2 separate regions of the Zea mays genome follow, and region 2 is linked to region 1. The links are chromatin contacts, called in public Hi-C maps. All regions are on one chromosome and are shown on one strand. The core of a region is the stretch at or near the end of the contact, and the rest is flanking DNA. Distances in the headings are between cores, read along the strand shown.

What was found. Hi-C and Micro-C count contacts between places; a contact is called where the count stands out from the background.
Region 2: a Hi-C map of leaf shows a contact between it and region 1, with 4 times the contacts expected there. The contact joins two enhancer-like sites. A contact is called at or near these places in 3 of 25 Hi-C or Micro-C datasets (ear, leaf and tassel).

The regions. Positions count from the first base shown.
Region 1 is chr5:45,677,897-45,683,967 of Zm-B73-REFERENCE-NAM-5.0, reverse strand. It overlaps LOC100191555, which reads right to left. Exons shown (of 3, transcript NM_001294148.1): 3 at 4,629-4,914. Among protein-coding and RNA genes, the nearest start is that of LOC100191555, 9.2 kb to the right of the region's middle. Within about 2 kb of position 4,612, at least 4 of the 20 cell types and tissues checked have an H3K27ac peak or open chromatin away from gene starts, as enhancers often do. A contact at or near this core is called in leaf, where this site is marked.
Region 2 is chr5:45,878,525-45,884,866 of Zm-B73-REFERENCE-NAM-5.0, reverse strand. No RefSeq gene overlaps it. Among protein-coding and RNA genes, the nearest start is that of LOC100381608, 35 kb to the left of the region's middle. Within about 2 kb of position 1,431, at least 17 of the 20 cell types and tissues checked have an H3K27ac peak or open chromatin away from gene starts, as enhancers often do. A contact at or near this core is called in leaf, where this site is marked.

The DNA of each region.
Region 1 (6,071 bases), core at 3,363-5,862:
TTACACCTGTATAATCTATACACTTGGGCAAACTAGTTAGTCCAATTATTTGTGTTGGTCAATTCAACCACCAAAATTAATTAGGGACTAGGTGTAAGCCTAATTCCCTTTCACCTCTAATTAATCAGCTAAGGGTATCCCATACCACCCTCATGGTTGCACTGTTTTCCCGGGTGGTCTCTCAACGAATAGGTCCTTACAAAGAGGTACTCAGGAAACAGCTTGAGTACTCTAAAGTATCACAGTTCATCATCAAGATAACATCATCATATCATAAATATTCTCATCATGTTCGTTGATTTAAAGTAAAGCAATAGCATGAAGCTAACCATAATAACCCAAAAGGTAATTAAAGACCAAGTAAATACAAAGCTAGTCAAACCTTAGGTTTCAATTAAGTAATGCGGGATAGCGAATTATAAGTAAGTAGGACATAATGGGTTAGACGACACTTGCCTTCACCAAACAGATGCTCAAGGTCTTCAACTTTGTAGAACTTGAAGAACCTGACCACTTGGTTGCTTAAGCTTGACCGTCGATTCCTTGAAGCTCAGAAACGAATCGCGATCTAATCTCAACGAGAAGAGAAGACGAACAGGCACAAGCAAACAAACATATATATATATATATATATATATATATATATATATATATATATATATATATATATATATATATATATATATATATATATATATATATATATATATATATATATGCATAAGAACATTACACCATTCAAAGAAAAACATAATAAAAACATGCAATACGAAATAGAGCTCGCTACTATGGTCACGCGACGAAAAGAAACGTGACAGTCGGAGCTACGGTCGAGAAGCTATCGCGTTTACGCTAAACAAGTACTAGTTAAAACATTTGATTCAACGTAATTATAATAATTGACATTTATGAAATATAAGTTAAAATTACTTAGTTTTGACTAACTTACTGTTTTAATTGTAGATAATTAAATAAATAACTAATTAACTAACATGAGTGATTATAAGCGAACGATTTAATCTCACGCGCGAATGGCGAGCGACAACGTGTGCGAACAGCACGTGCGACACTTACGAACGACACGCGACAATGCACGCGAAATAGCACCGCGACATGCGCCCGGTACGCGCACGGCACGCAGGCCGACACGATACGCGAAACTAATAAATAAACATGATTAAACTAACCAATTATTTAATAAGAATAGTTCAGTTAACATTAACTGCGCTGATGTTGATTTATATTCGTAATTTGAAATTATAAATTAGATTTAAATAAAATGTCGTTCTATTAATCTCCGGTCAAACAAACGTTTAAATAAATTAAATAAAATATACAACAGTAGGAAAAAAAATACTTCTAGCATGTAAATAATTTTAATATGAATCTAACGCAACTTGAACAGATTGAATTGGGTTTAAAACACAAAAGTTATCACTGTTTTAAATTAGACTAAATTCATGCGTACGGTTTTGAAATATGACAGGGGCGTTTTCGCAAATTAATCATCTTCTTCCTCACCTCTCTCTCACGCAGGAACTTCCATGGCCATGGAGGAAAGAGGGAGGGGTGCACGCAGGGGAGGGGAAGAGGGCCAGGCCGCGCGGGGCACCGCCACCGGGCAGGCATGGCGGCCGAGACGCGGGCGGGCGTGCCAGCCGCCGCAGGGGCAGGGGCAGGGCGCCGCCGGGCCGAGGGGTGAGGGAGAGCGGCTGTCGAGCGAGGGAACCTCCATGGGGAAGGAAAACGAAGAACTAGGTTGAAAACAATTGAAAAGTATCACCGGAAAAGTAACCTTCGCCGGAGCCGAGGAGAAAATAGTCGATTGACGGAGATTCGGGGGTCCGATCGACGAACCGAACGCACCGAGACGAAGCCCTCGACGAGACAAATACAGTGGTGCCCACAGATTCCACAGATGATGCACGGATTGGGAGTAATTGCTCGCTGAAGTTGGAACCACTCCGAACTTCGGCGAGCAATTCCGGGAGCTGGGAATTGAATATGAGAAAATGGTTTCATGCTCTGAAACGTGCTCAACGAGGAGAAGTCGGGCATATATATAGGGTTCGGACGAGATGAAAATTCGGGTCAAATTCGGATTTTACCATTTATAAAATTCATAAAAGCCTAGAAATCTATATTTTGTGCTCAAAATATTGTAGATGCTTCCAAAAATTCTAGAAAAAAATCCTATAAATGTTTTGGCACCTAATGAACTCAAAAAACATATTTAGAGTTTCTAAAAACATTTTTAAGTATCTCAAACAAATAGATTTTGGCTTCCGGAAAATAAAAAAATATTTCGAAAAATATGAAAAATCTACCGAGAGCTTCTATAGGATATACTTACATGTTTCAAACAGATTTTGCACTTAGAAACATCGTGCAACTGCACAAATGCAACAACCAAAGTGTCTCAACGGCTTATTCCACTAGGCTTATGCTAATATAAAACAAAATAATTCTCCATTTTTAGGAAAAGAGAGGGAAAGCAAAGAAATGAGAGAGTAACACCTGAATTTGTTGGATGAGAAAAGAAATTTTATACCCCAAATTTAAAGTGTTACACTGTGTCTATGTATTGTCCATCTATTTATAGGGACGAGCTCGTATACAACTATGTGTCATAGCCTTGAACCTTGTACCTATAGCTACGAAAACGGTTAGTGGTAGCATCTTCATTTCTTCCCGAAATCGTGGTGCATGCATTGGTGGGTCCCTTCTTTACCCGCTTTGGATTAAGATCGTGAAGTCGAAGCTATTCTTTTCTCTTTGGCTTATATCGTCGAGATGAAGTTCCAGAACAAAGATTGTATTCCTTATTCCTTCGACAGGAGAAGGCCCCCAACAAGAGGTAGAGACGAGTAAGATGTTGAAGATAGCCTAATAATCTATTTTTATGTCTGTTTTACTTTTGGTATATTGAGCATGTTTGCTTTGACAAGGGTACCTGACCGGTCAGCCCCTGAGGCGGTTGGTTTCCTAACGTGACAGGCCACTCAGCTAAGGATATATACCACTATGTTTTGAGGTTTCTAGAGGTAAGTAAAAAATATAAATAAATCATATTTTCGTCAAGTTATATCTTTGATATGGTTATTTAAGTTTAAAGATCAGCTTCACTTTTACAATCATCATTATTCGTTAATGAGCCGTGTTTTAAGAAGTTTTTAAGAAATAACATACAAAACTTATATGCACTCCATTATATCAATGTATATGTCTTAGATGTCTTTTTAAATTTGAATAACCATACCCCTATATCTGATTTATATAACTAAGTAAATGATGTATATACCTAAGTAAACACGTCCAACATGCATATACCGATCAAGCAAACAAGCCATGCGTGTACCGACTCACTTAGCCCACACATGCGTTGCTTGTTAAGGAACCTTTTTATGAAGGGTTAAACCAGATGCTAACAAATTCTTCTAGATGATGTCTTTAATTTGCGCTTGTTATATATAATGGAGTGTTTGGAGCAAACTATTTTTGAAGTTTTGAGGTAAAACCATGTTATTGGATAATACCATAGTATTTTTGCCAAAAGGTGTTTGGCTACGTGGTACAAAACTCTATTTTGAATATGATGATTTTGTAGATAACATAGTATTTTTGGAGTATTTGAAACTCTACTCCAACCCAAAGTTTTGTCTATGACTAGCCTTGCACATGTATACTCAATATCATGGTTTAAGATACTTTGTCTCTAAACACGTATTGCTAAGAGTGATGGAAAAATACTACGGTTGTGTCATGACATCTTAAAACCGTAGTATTCTAAACCTATAGTTTTAAAATATTTTTCTTCCAAACACACCCTAAATGATAGTATGCACTATGCTTTAGGCTTTGTTTGGGTTGGCTTTAGCTCCAAAAAATTTGGAGTCGGTAGAGCAAGATCAATAGCTACTCTAGTAAATTGTGATTTTATTTATTATTTAAATATAAACCCTAAAACCTTTAGATTAAATAAGTTATTCTATTTGTTATTTAAATTAAAATGTTTTTGAAATCATTTAAATTTATATTATAAAACTACAGCTCCCGAAACATGTAGGAGTCACAAACACCAACTTAATTTCTTTAATTCACTCACGTTCCTTACACTCGGATCAAGAAGCAAGCGGAACACCAATATTTATTATAAAAAGCTTATTTTTCTAAACTCAACCGGAGCGTCTGGCTTCATAGGGCATAGAGAACAAACAAGTGGTTCAAATCGTTTGCTTAAATTCTCAAAAATCTCATCGTTCCGCTTAGAAATGCTTTATTCCAAATTGATTTTCAAAGATAGAATAATATATCATACTTCAATAAGGCTGAATTTATAGGGCCATTTGTCCTAATTTATAATTCGTTTAATTTTTTTACTAAATTTGGTTTACCTTATTTAATATTTTAGAAAAAACAAAAAAAAAATTGAAGTCATATTAACCACAGTAAAATTAATAATAATTATTAAAAAAGTCAAACATAAGGTTAAAAGGTCAAACGATTGGGAGGGATTGAATAAAAAAAATTCGGTATTTTTGTACTAGCCGGGAAGGACGTCGTTATCCAGCAACGTCGTTATCTGGTTACAATGTACTAGTTAATCCACTGATAACGACGTTGTAACAGTCAACAGCAACCAATGATGCCTTTCGTATCCTTGCAGAGCAAAGATGCAGTGGAAAAGTGAAAACAAAAGCACCGTCTGGATAAGCGGTATTTGAAGAACAAGGCAGACAACGAGTTTCAATCTGACGATTTGCTCAATTACACAGCTCGACGACAACATGTACGCTCACAGAATGTTTTCTTGGACAAGATTTTATTTGAAGTCTATCAGCAGCTTAAGATGTAAAAGACGAACTACCACAGTTCCAGGCTACTTCATTCAACTCAATGGAAGGGTCAGATCACCTGCATATAAGAATAAGACAAGACTGATGTAGTTACTCATGTAGTTCAATACACAATGGCTATTTAACGTTGCTTGCTTATTCCATAAGTGATTTCTATAGATACGCAAGGATTGTGATGATAGATACAACAATAAAGCATTTTGTCCAAAACTAGTTGAGGTGGGGTAGAGTTGAAACCCATCACACACTACAATTCAAGATTTAAATATGTGCATAGCTGTTTTTCATTCGCTCCTATTCAAGGCTAAACCTTTAGATATATTCTATTTTTAAAAGTCTTCTTTTAGTGTCTCTTCTCATGTCAACTTTGGTCTTCTCCAACCTCTTTTTCTATTACTATCGTGCTTTAGGATTCTACTATGCACTAATAACTCTCGAGCATTGTTATTAAAACATCGTTTAAACGAGAAAACATGTTTAAAAGTTGAAACGTCTGAACGTTTTAGGTTTAGGGCGTAGAACGTCCGTTTCAAGTGTTTAAACAACATTTAAGCGTCCAAATAGCGTTTTAGACGTTCTATCCGTCCTAGGCCTTTAGCATTTTCTAGGTCATTTCCTAGGCACTGCCCGCGCCCTCACTCCCTCAGCCAGCCGCCGCCGCTCTGCTCTCCTCTCCTCAGCCACAGCCGGCCGCCCTCTTCTTCAGCGCCAGGCGCCGCTCTCCTCTCCTCTCTCCTCTCCTAAGCGACAGCCAGCCACCGCTCTCTCCTCTCTCCTCTCCTCAGCCAGGCAGCCAGCCGCTGCTCTCTGGTGCCCTCAGCAGCCCAGCGCCCCAGCCGCTGCTCTCTGGCGCCCACAGCAGCCCAGCCGGCAGCCGCTGCTCTCCTCAGCCAGCAGACCATATTGGTGAGTACTGATTTTGTGCAACCATATTGCCCACCAGTGGATCAATCATTCAAGCTCTATTTGCGCAACCAAGTTGATGAAGCTATTGGTGCATCTGCACATCTCAGAGGTCGTAATTTTCCTAGGAGAGCTGCTGGTGGGTGTGTGAGAAGGAATGAAGACCTTGAGGAAGAGAAGACTAATTTAGCAAATGAAGATGACGAGGATGAGGAATATATTCTTGATGATCTTGATGTGGAAGATAAAATTGAAGGAAGCAATAGTGAAAAAGATGGTGATGATCAAGGTGTGGATGCTCATGGTCTTCAT
Region 2 (6,342 bases), core at 182-2,681, 200 kb before region 1:
CTACGATCACGTTCACGTCTCTACTATATTAAAATACCATTTTTTCTTGTTCCATGATTTCCACCATCATTGTGCATTCTATATTTAAATGAAAAATGTTAAACTTATGTATAATGAGGATTCAAACCATGGTTGTTGGCTTTAAACCAACATTTACACTCACTTAGCCAATAGAACACATATGTCTTTATGTTTTATATTCTATACTTAATCGTAAATAGAAACCGTAGCAATGTACCAACACTTTACTAGCATACGGTATATGTCATTTCCTATTTCCAAATTGCCCTAATTCCAGCCAAGTAATTACGGTTATATGAGATCCAAGCTACGATTACATCAACATATATAGTTATATCATGTCATCAAGATTGAAATAGTATACATCGATATTAATAACATACTCAATGTCTTTGTATCAAATAATGTTTGAAGAAACTTTATAAGATGATCCAATATGCCAAGTAAGTTTTATTAATTTAGTTAATAGTATTTTTAACCTTTCAACATATATGTTTATAATAATAATTATATATATGCATATTATATATATTTATGAGTTAAAAGGGTCTACTTATAAGTTTTCGCCCAGGGCCCCCGAAATGTCAGGAACGGCCCTGCCTGTGATGTGTGGCTAACACAAGCGGCTAGGATAAGAAACCGTCTGTGATGTGTGTCTATCACAGGCGGTTCCTTTAAACTGGATCGCCTGTAATGTGTGTCTATCACAAGCGGTTTTTGATTGAACGCCTGTGATGTTGTTTTACATCACAGGCGGTGCACCACAAGCGGTTCCTGGAACCGCCTGTGTAGAGGCTAACCAAACCGCCTGTACAGAGGTTTACTGTAGTAGTGTACAGGTACATGGCTAGATCCTGTGTGCCGTCCCTTAGTCAATGCATCTAGAGAGTCTGGATGAACAAGCGACACCGAGTATACATAGTATTGGTTGGTATGCGGTGTGAATATGTGCTTGCCCGCATACTCCACGAGACCACGACCACAGCTTTGCCGTTTATGGACCGGACGGTTCATCCTTCATGTTTGTTGGGCAATCAGCATTATATTTAAAATTTTCAGGGTCTAGTTAGTAATCTAGAATTAGTTAATCAAAAAGCGATCGGATGTTTGGATCACTGAATATTTATTTTAAAAATAATTACACATTAAGAAAATAATCAGTTAATCAATATTATAAGAAAAAAATTAGCTAATCAAATAGTAATAGCAAGCACATTTAACAAAGGCTCGAGGAAGACGAGGAATTCGGCCCAGGGGCCAGGGCACTCCATTGCCCGCGCGGCGTTTCTGTGTGGGCGCCGCATGGGGATGGATGGCGCTTTGCGTTGCGTGCATGGAACGGCTGCGTGCGTGGGCCCCGCGGGCCTCTGCCTCACTCTCTTTTCCCAAAAAGGCAGCCGGAAATGCTAACAAATCTCCACGGATCGTTTACGACCCTGACGTGTGGTGCCCGCTCGAACCTGGGCCCGCGTGATCAGTGCCGTAGTCAAGTCACGGCATATATATTTCCGTGATGATGATTGATGCAGCCAGCCAGCCAGCCAACACATCCAACTTCTCTAAATTTCTCATGCTATATCTAGCATGGTCTCATCCTATATTTATCTATCTGTAGCGATTTGTTCTACATGGTCTCTCTAAACCATATCATACTAATAAAATTTATTTTCAGGTTTTTTTTATAATTTTGGGTCCGTAGCGATTTACTCTATATGGTCTCTCTAAACCATATCATACTAATAAAATTGAATTTCAGGTCGCCCGAAATAAGCCTGACACGTTTAAGTAATTACTCCCTCCGTCCCAGTAGATAAGGCGTAACCACCTCTGGTTTAAATACCAAGAAATGTACTTAATTGTCTCTATACCACATCGATGTACGTATGCATGGAGAGAGCACGCCTTATATTGTGGGACAAGAACAAAAAATTGGTTATGCCTTATATCCTAGGACGGAGGGAGTACGTGCCAGGAAGAGGGCTAAGCCCATGGGTCGGGTCGACACGACCCGAAATAAATTCAGGCTTGATCGGACAACCCGAATGTACACATGTATTTCTCCCTGACATATGCCTACGAAAACAAAAATCCTCACTCCCCTTCCTTTCTTCTACAAAGCTCCACCAGCAAATCTTGAGAAGATGCTCGCTGCTTTCTGATGCTCGACCTAGACACCACTACCATCACACCCTCCCCCCATTTCCTTTCCCGGAATCATGGACCGGAGAGCAAAGAGAGAGATTCAGAGCGACGTGTGATGGAAACATCTACTTGGCGAAGATCCTTGTGGACCTGGACCACGACCCCGACGACGCTCTCCCGCTCCATGCCCAAGCTCGTCTGCACGCTCGATAGGGCATCCGACATCCTCTGCGTTGTGATGGCACGTCAAGCAAGATGTAGAGCTGAGACGCACTATCCCTTGCCCCGGCTCCTCCCCCTGTGTTAATAGCCCGACACCTGTCACACCCAGATTTAAGGGCAAACCTAAGCACGAATCAAATGTGTGTTAGGATCAAGTCTCACACATATGATGACTCATGGTACAGAAATGAATACCACATCTTTATTATATAATAGGAGTTCTGTACAAAATAGCTAAATAATTACATCATATGACGAAAACGATCCTCCGCGACTGTCACACCTAATTTTAGAAGGCAAACCGAATGCGAACCATGTACATGCCAGGATCAACAATTCACGTACACAACAATTACATAACCAGATATCATCACACAGTGCTCAAATAAGAACATAAAGAAGGTAATGGTTTGATTACATCACGATATCCGAGACATCCACGGAGTCTTAAACATAGACCAAAGTGCAGAAACGAAACGTAGTAATACACGACCTTCACATGCAGCCGACTAGGGGTTTGCCGCTAACCCACGCCTAGAACTCGTCATAGTCTTGGAACTCTTGGAAATCCTCCATCATGATTTCATCTTCTCCTGAGCAGGGGTTGCAATGTGGACAACTTAGTGTTTTAGTGTTTTAAGCATGGGTGAGTACACATCAACGTACTCAGCAATTGTCCCATTTAGCTAAAGTGGACTAGCTGTATGTGGGGTGAAGCTCAGAGCGATTCTTTTAGTTGGTCAGGTAATTATTACTAGTAGAGAGCCAGGTTTTAGCATTAAACCCAAGTTATTAACCCAAAGGTACTCCTTCCAAATGGAAAGAACACAAAAATCCATAATAATAATCATCACCATTAAAACCACTATTATCCTTATCATCTCTAAACATAGTATCTCTAATCAAAGGAGCTCCCAAGGCCGTTCATAACCATGAGCACGACTGATATATCAGTTTCATAACACTCTGTAAAGGTTGCACACTTTACCTACGAGCCGTGATTCCCAATCTGCCCGAGGATCATGACTCCCCATTGATCACTCCCAAGGTGAACTAACAATGTCTCACTACAAAGCCTTTACAAAGATCCTCTGAGATGTAGCCACCCATTAGGTTTCCTAAATGTACCGCACTCCTCCCCAAGGGGCAAACCACCATCGGCAGAGCGAGACGTATACACCGAACCCCATTGACGGCATGACGGCGAAGCAAACTACACCTTAGTTCCTCTAATTAATCAGCTAAGGGCGTCCCATTCCACCCTCGTGGTTGTACTGTTTTCCCGGGTGGTCATCCAACAAACCAGTCCTTATGGAGAGGCACTCGAGAAACTACGCGAGCCCCCTTAATTATCACAATGCCATCATCATTTCCAAAAGTAAACCGCGTATCATAAATAATCTCATCATATTTATTGATTAACGTGATGCGCTAGCATAGAGCTAATCTAGAAATAATCCAAGCCAAATAGGTAAACAAGGACATGATAAACAAAGACTAGTCAATCCTTAGGTATAAATTATGTAAATGTGGGGAGATGAATTATAAAATGTATAAGACATATATAGGTTAGATGATACTTGCCTTCACCAACCAGCTGCTGCTCAGGGTCTTCGCCTACAACTTCTTCGGATTCCACCAACGGACTGTTATCTATACGAGTTCAAACATGCATTCCACATTCTTAACATTGAAATAAACAATACATCACACAATAAAATATAACAACTAAACAGATGTGTGGCGCAAAGCTCGCGTCTACGACTATGCGAGAAAAGAAACTACGACGGTCGAAGCTACAACCGAGAGACATAGCGATTAAATTAAGCAGCTATGGATTAAAATACTTATCTCAACATAATTATATTAGTTGATATTCGTGCAACGCGTAAATAAAATTAGCACTAGATCTTAATTAGTTCGGTACTTGATCAATTGTTGTTACACTACACACTTAAATTAATATACGCGACCTTAGGTGAATTAAAAGGATTTTCGCGTAGCGAAGCGCGTGACACAACGCACGACTCAAACGAAAATTTAAAAAGATTATCGCACGGCGAAGCGCGCCACACAATGCGTGACTCAAATGGAATTAAAAAGGATTATCGTGCGACGAAGCGCGTGACAATACACGTGATTTAAACGAAATTTAAAAACGATTGTCACACAACGAAGCGCGCGACACAACGCGTGACTCCAATGAAGATTTTAAACACGACGATGCGCGCTGGGGCTGCGCGCACGGGCTACCCGGGGAAGGCGCCACGGGCAGGGCCACGCGTGCGCTTGGGGAGCGGCCGTCCAGGGGCACCGCATAGGGGGAGGAAGGGAGGAGAGATAGGGGAGGGGAAGCTCACCATGGGCTCGACGGACGGCAGCAACCGCTCACCGGAGATCCACACCAGGGTAGGGAGAGAGGTGGAAGAGGGAGAGGGTGGTTACTCTCTTCCTAGTTCATGGGTGCGTGGGAAAAGGAGTGGGGGAGGGGGGCACATATGGGGGGCAGGGGCGACTGGGCTGCGCGCCCAGGGCCGGGTTGGGTCGTGACGCGGGACGGGACGGGACGCCGGGCCAGGCCGAGTCGGGATCACTGCACCACTACTCGATCTCACCTGCTCTCTAATTAGAATCATTCGCGAATAGAAAACCCAAACTCAACGAATGCACGCCTAGGCACAACATCAGACAGAAATAAATATGCTCCGGTATGATGCAACAGCAATATCAACTTAGGGTTTTGTTTACACGCGACACGAACATCGGTCTCTATACTGCTTTAAAAATAGGAGGAAGGAGCGAAATAGGAAGAGAAAAAGAGAGTAACGCCTGAATTTGGTGAATATTGGAGAAGAAAATTTTATAACCCAAAATTTAGAGCGTTACAAACCTACCCCCCTTAAAAGAATCTCGCTCTCGAGATTCAGGGTTGGCCAGCAAAGAGCTTGGGATACATGGCCATCAGATCATCTTCATGCTCCCAAGTTGCTTCTTCCTCAGAGTGGTGACCTGAAAGGGAAATGGTCTCAACATTTCCTATAATTGATTTTGGTGTTTGACGACCATCACAAACCCTATGGACTAACCAGTTTGCCTAGTTGGTCATTTCTCAGGTGCATAAGTTCATCTACAACTATTCTGAGTCGACTGTCCGGAATACCATAGATTATTTCAGACATGAGAAGCTTTTTGGAAAAAACACATATGTGCGGACCGTCCGGGCCTTTGCGGCGGACCGTCCATGACACCAGGGTGAGCCTCGGACAGGAACACTACAAAAAACATAAGATAACACTACGAACCATCCGAAGGAAAATCGAGCACCGTCCAAGACCAAGCGCGGACCGTCCGCCTTAGGAGCGGACCGTTCGGTCGTTGAAAAACCAGAAAATCCCTAAGGTGACGGGTTCGGTAAAATGCATTTTTAGCGTCCTCTCGGACCGTCCGGGGTGCACGGTCGGACCGTCTGTGACTACTTTATCTGACATCTAACGACACATTAAATGCACTATAGCTATTGATATAGCCGTTACTGCTGACCGTTGTGATTTCAGTCGTTGATGTGCAGGGGTGGACCATTCGGACAGGAGGCGCGGATCATCCGCGGTCGGTAGAAAAGGAGCAACGGCTAGGAAGTGGTTGGAGGCTATAAATACAACCCCAACCACCTCTATTCACTTGATCCAAGCACTTCACTCATACACATTCAATACAAGAGCTAGCAATCCATTCCAATACACATTCAAAGCTTCTAATCTCTCCAAGTTCCACAATTGAGACAAGTGATCATTAGTGATTAGTGACTTGAGAGAGTGTGATTCGTGTTTCATTTGTCGCTCTTGTTGCTTGGTTTTCTTAATCGTGCTTTCTTCATCTCTCTCTAAACTCTCTAAGTGTTTTTGTAAAGTTTGCAAGAGACAACTAATTGTGTGGTGATCCTTGCGGGGTCTTAGTGAC